Linked DNA regions of Mus musculus: region 1 is linked to region 2. Evidence: chromatin contacts called from public ChIA-PET data. All regions are on one chromosome and are shown on one strand. The core of a region is the stretch at or near the end of the contact, and the rest is flanking DNA. Distances in the headings are between cores, read along the strand shown. Region 1 has its middle 44 kb from the start of Gm46582. Region 2 overlaps Dync2li1 (dynein cytoplasmic 2 light intermediate chain 1).

Region 1 (2,700 bases), core at 6-2,505, 230 kb after region 2:
ATAACAGTAGCAAAATTACAGTAATGAAGTAACAATGAAAATAGCTTTATGGCTGGAGGGGAGGCACAACATGAGGAAGTGTATTAAAGGGTCACACAGCATTAGGAAGGCTGAGAACCACGTCCCTAGAGAACAATAATCTAGAGAGCAAGGGGGTGAGATGGCTTCTTCCCTTGCTTTCTTCTGTAAGTTGAGAGCTTCCTGTGGGGGGCGGGGACGGTAAAAGAGACAGACTGATTAAATAGAGTGCTGTCCATCTGTTCTGGCTTGCAGAGCAGCTTAAGGGGTGGGTGGGTGTTCACAACAGACGGTGGGTGACACTCCAGGAGTCTCAGTCAGTGTACAATGCCTGGATCCCTTCTTCCATCCCTAACCATTAGCTGGGACCATCTGACCTTGACTTCTATGTCTCAAGAAGTACTGCTCTAGTTTATGTGATAGCCAGTGTCTTGAACACTATTTAATCTCTCTCTCTCTCTCTCTCTCTCTCTCTCTCTCTCTCTCTCTCTCTCTCTCTCTCTCTCTCTCTTTTGTGTGTGTGTGTGTGTGTGTGTGTGTGAAAGAGAGAGAGAGAGAGAGAGAGAGAGAGAGAGAGAGAGAGAGAGAGAGAGAGAGAATGAGTTTCCTGTCACTCCATATTGATCAGCAATAGATCTAAAAGGTACTAGGAAAGATGTATGAGTATTTCTACATCCAGACACAGTGGTGCGCACTTGTAATCCCAGCACCCAGGGGCTGAAGCCAAGACAAGGACAGCCTGGGTAGAGGAAGAGGATCTATTTCAAAATAAAATAGAAATGTTATAAGTACTTATCTAAGTACTCATAAAAAAACAGAGAAAAGCCATTCTTCATCCAGTTGTGTGGGGACAGCTACCACACCATATCCTTCTGTGAATGGAACTCACATGAGGAACTGTTCCCAGGGCTCAAGGGGACAGAGGGACACTGAAGTAATCCAGCTCATAACTGTAGGTGGCAACTGCGAGTCTTGCTCCTTGAACTTGAGACTCTCTGAAGCCACCCCTCCCCTAGCACTGCAAAGGGAGGTTGGGACTGGAGAGCTGAAGGGGACATGGAGATCGAGAGGCTGAGCCCACCCTGAGAAGGCTCTGCCTCCCATAGGGGATGATGGTTCCTCACAGGACAACAAGCAACGGGCAAGTACTGCCTTCTTCCTCCAGCCTTGTAGCCTCCCCCCGGCTCCCCACACCCCCTCTGTGCTCCCCACTCTCATAGGACAACAAGCAAAGCAGAAATACTGACTTCCTCCTCCAGCCTTGCAGGCTCCCCGCAACTTCTCAAGCCCGCTCTGCGCTCCCCACTATAAAGGTTAACCGGAAGCCTGCTGACAAAAAGAATCTAGTTTGCTCGGCCCCAGCCTGAGACAACAGAAGACTGGAGTTGGAGTCTTCCAGGAGACAGCATTCACTCACTAACACCCCAGGGCCAGGCTGACATTAATGACAGGATTTTGCCTTCAGCTATGGGTGGAGTCTCCACCAAAAAGAGAGAGCAGATATAATGCCTGCTTCTGGGGGAAACAGAAGTAATGCTCTAGAATGATGCATTACTCTGGCCTCTTGGGACCAGAGCTGTCACCCAGCTAGAGCTGGGATAAGTTAAGTGAGAATGGGGATGAAGAAGAGGAGACACTTAGGCCAACTGTCCATTTCCAGTGTTGGGAGGAGAGTAGAGATGTATGCCACTGAGCCTGTGCGGGGCACGCTGTGATGGGCTGGCTGGAACGGCTCAGACCGTAAAGTGCGAGTTGGAAATCAGTTGGGAGCTGTAACCTAACCTCAGAAGGTCTGCAGAGGCAGTGAAAACTGATACAACCAAGTTGCTAGAAGGAGATGGCTTCTAGGGGAGAGGGTCACAATCGACCCCAACCCAGGGAACATAGCTTGCCGTGGTGCAGCAGCAGAGGTGAAGGTGACAGTGAACGGCATCTCCAGATGAACAGGAAGAAACATCGCAGTGGGAGGGACCCCCTTCTGCACACCATGAGGCGCTGACCCACCTTTACCGTATCCATCTTCCCTTTAGAGACAGAATCAGGAGGCCAGCCCTCTCCAGAGGGGAGAGACAGTTCTGCCAGGGAGTGTCTGGAAGACTGAAAAATTTGCGCTTGAAGACAAATTTCTCAACTGAATCTGGGTTAGCAACCTCCCATCCCATTCACTCTGCCAATTTTTCAAAGCCAGATGGGACCTAATTACCTTTAATTAGGAAGTTTAAATTGTCACTTCTACCCTGGATGAGACAAATGGAGCCTTGAGAGAATGATAAAGTTAGCTGTGTCCTTTTTCTTACAAGTGGATGCAGAGAATGATTCCCCTTGCAGAACAGAGCTCAGAGAAAGAGATGCCAAGCATGGCAGGTGGCACGGTGGTCCTCATGGCAACACACGTAAGAGGATTCCAGGCCATGGTCTCAGAATTTCCTCATTTCCTAAAACCAGTATTTCCCTTGGTTATTTTGTTGGGAGTGAGTGAGTCTGTCTTGGTTAGATAACAGCAGTTTATCCACTTGTAAAATCAGAACCAGACACATAGATGGATGCTTTACCGGACTAGTAGAAGTCTAACCTGAGCTACGTAGTGAGTTCAAAACCAACTTGAGTGGGTCTCAGGACCGCTTTTCAAACAAACAAACAAACAAACAAACAAACAAACAAACAAACAAACCAAGTCATAAA
Region 2 (2,700 bases), core at 105-2,604:
TTGTTCTCCTAGTTTGAACTAAATATAATATTATTCCACCTCGAAAGGGAAAGAAATCCAGAATTGGGCAGCACCTGCTGTCCTTGCAGAGGACCCAGGCTTGCTCCCCAGCACCTACACGGTAGCTCACGACGATCTGTAACTCCGAGGCATCCAGATCCTCTGACCTCCACAGGCACCCGGCATGCTCACGGTGCACGGTGCACACACGTGCACATGGTGTATACACACATGCACATGGTGCACACACATGCGTGCAGGCCCTACTCATCTACATAAGAAGTCTTTTATTTAAAAAGGAAATACATTCTTTCATATTCTATAATGTGTGTGAACTTTGAAGACACTATGCTACGTGAAATGAGCCAGTCACCAAACAGACAAAGCTGTCTGATTCCTTCTGTATGGGGTCCTCAAGCAGTGAGTCTCAGAGAAGCAGAAGTGAGGGGAGAAGCTGAGGCTGGGAGGGAAGGATGTGGGACATTATTCAGTGCATACGGAGTTGAGAAGCCACGAGGCTTGGGTGCACAGCAGTGTGAATGAAGGTGCTTCACACTGTGAACTGCACACTTAAAAAGGTATGCCAAAACGGTTTAGTGCATATATTTTCTTACAACATTTAAAACAAATATATACCATTAATTGCTTTCCAAATAATTTAAAGTTATATAAGTAATTTATTAAATCATTTAAATATCTTCCAAATCATTTGTTGGTTTTATGTCCTTGTTCATATAGGTTTTTTTTTTTCAACTCTCATATTTTGGCTGAGATTTGAAATAAAGAACAACATAAAAATCTCCCACTGTGTCCTTACTCGGTGCCTGGCATTTGGTTCTCAGCTCAGACATTGAGGCTGATCCAACGAGTCAGTATTCCCCACATGGCATGGGATCAGAGAGCTGGGGACAGAGCATGGCCCTTGGCGCTGCCCGCTCGCTGTGTCTCCGCTGGCCCCGCAAAGCAGCCATCCATTTGGGCATCGGGCATCGTTGTTCACTCCCGCCTCTGCCACTACAGCCCCCAGGACAGTGTTTGAGGGGCTTGTTTGTGTCTTGTGGAATAACATTATTATAGCTTTACCTCGGTGCTAGTATTCATTATTAATATAAAATATTCGATATTATTCACAAAGTGTTTAAGAGGAGGTGAGAATGACCCACCATCATGCTAATAGCGTCTGCCTTTATCGTGCAGGGATGAGTCAGCAAAGCCGACCTTAGCGTTGGAGTACACGTACGGAAGGAAGACCAAGGGGCACAACACGGTGAGTCCGTCCTGAAGTCCTGTCCCAGGCCTCAGGTGGGAGGCCATGGTGCTGAGATGGCTTACGTTATCTGCAAACAGGAAGCCCACCAGTGGTGCCTGGCACAGATGTGGGTTTTAACCTCACGTGCAGCTCAGCTGGCAGGAAGTCCGTGTAATCTGAGAGAACATTTCAGCTTTCTCTTTTGTACCTTAAAATGTTGAAAAGATTTATTTACAATGTCCGTACAGTTCTTTGGCCGACTTCTGCCCCTCTGATAGTGAGTTCCTTGTTTCGTGTGTGGTGTTTTCACTTTGGGGCTTGGGGTTTTGTCTCTTTTTCCACTCTGTATCTCAGACGGGCCTGAAACTCATTATGTAGCCCAGATGGCCCCAAGTTTGCAACTCTCCTGCCTCAGCTTCTGAGTATCAATAAGTTATAGACAGACATGTGACGGCAGGCCCAGCATGAAGTGAGATTTCTTTGGAGCTTGATGGTCTAGGGTTCTTTGATCACCTACAATATAGATGGCACTTTTTCTCTTTTTCAAATAAAAATAACTGCCTCCGTTCTCATAATTTACGAATTATCTCTAGACTTGCTATACGCACACTGTATGTGGAGCATACTTCCCCTTCTCCAAGCCTCCCAGAGCCTCCCCCCCCTCCACTCCCCCCCCTCCACTCCCCCAGCTTCAGATTCTTTCTCTCTCAAAAGTGGGGGGAGCTGAAGCAAACAAAAGAAAGACAAGAAGACAAACCCCACCAACAAAAGCCACACAGAAAAGCCTGGAATCACTGTATTTGTCCACTCTGCTCCTGGGCGTGAGGCCTGCCTGGAGCGTGCCTGCCTGACCTAGAGTAGAGTCACATGTGGTGTGGGGACAGAAATTCCTAGGGGACCATTTCTCAAACATAGGTGTGGGAAGAACAGGCCAGAGAAGGTCCTACTACTCCATACAAAAGCACATTTGTAGAGAATGATCTAGTTCCAATGTTCTCCCACTAGAGAGTGTCTTAAAGAACTGTTTGGTAGGACACACCCATGATCCCAGCACTCAGGAGGTGGAAGCAGGTGGATCTTTGTGAGTTCAAAGTCGGGCTAGTCCATGTAGTAAGCTCCAGTCCAGTCAGGACTGTGTAGTGAGCCCTTGTCTCATAAAATAAGAAAGGAAGGAAGGAAGGAAGGAAGGAAGGAAGGAAGGAAGGAAGGAAGGAAGGAGAGAAAAGAAAAAGAAAAAGAAAGAAAAAAGAAAAAGAAAGAGGGGAAGAGGGAGGGAGGGAGGGAGGGAGGGAGGGAGGAAGGAAGGAAGGAAGGAAGGAAGAAAGAAAGAAAGAAAGAAAGAAAGAAAGAAAGAAAGAAAGAAAGAGAAAAGAAAGAGTTATACGACACATAAATGTACAAGAATCGAAAGTGCCTGCTATTGGTTTCCAGATCTACCTACAAAAGTGGGT

What was found. ChIA-PET counts read pairs in DNA pulled down with a chosen protein or histone mark.
Region 1: a contact with region 2 is called in an RNA polymerase II ChIA-PET map of memory CD8 T cells, with 8 read pairs. The contact joins two enhancer-like sites. A contact is called at or near these places in 1 of 484 Hi-C or Micro-C datasets (CD8 T cells), 1 of 115 datasets of contacts at active chromatin or transcription factors (memory CD8 T cells) and 1 of 9 other capture datasets (pancreatic islet).

What each region holds. Positions count from the first base shown.
Region 1 is chr17:84,858,861-84,861,560 of GRCm38.p6, forward strand. No RefSeq gene overlaps it. Among named protein-coding and RNA genes, the nearest start is that of Gm46582, 44 kb to the left of the region's middle. Within about 2 kb of position 1,256, at least 104 of the 459 cell types and tissues checked have an H3K27ac peak or open chromatin away from gene starts, as enhancers often do. A contact at or near this core is called in CD8 T cells and memory CD8 T cells, where this site is marked.
Region 2 is chr17:84,632,322-84,635,021 of GRCm38.p6, forward strand. It overlaps Dync2li1 (dynein cytoplasmic 2 light intermediate chain 1), which reads left to right. Exons shown (of 13, transcript NM_172256.2): 4 at 1,198-1,267. Among named protein-coding and RNA genes, the nearest start is that of Dync2li1, 7.2 kb to the left of the region's middle. Within about 2 kb of position 1,355, at least 45 of the 459 cell types and tissues checked have an H3K27ac peak or open chromatin away from gene starts, as enhancers often do. A contact at or near this core is called in CD8 T cells and memory CD8 T cells, where this site is marked.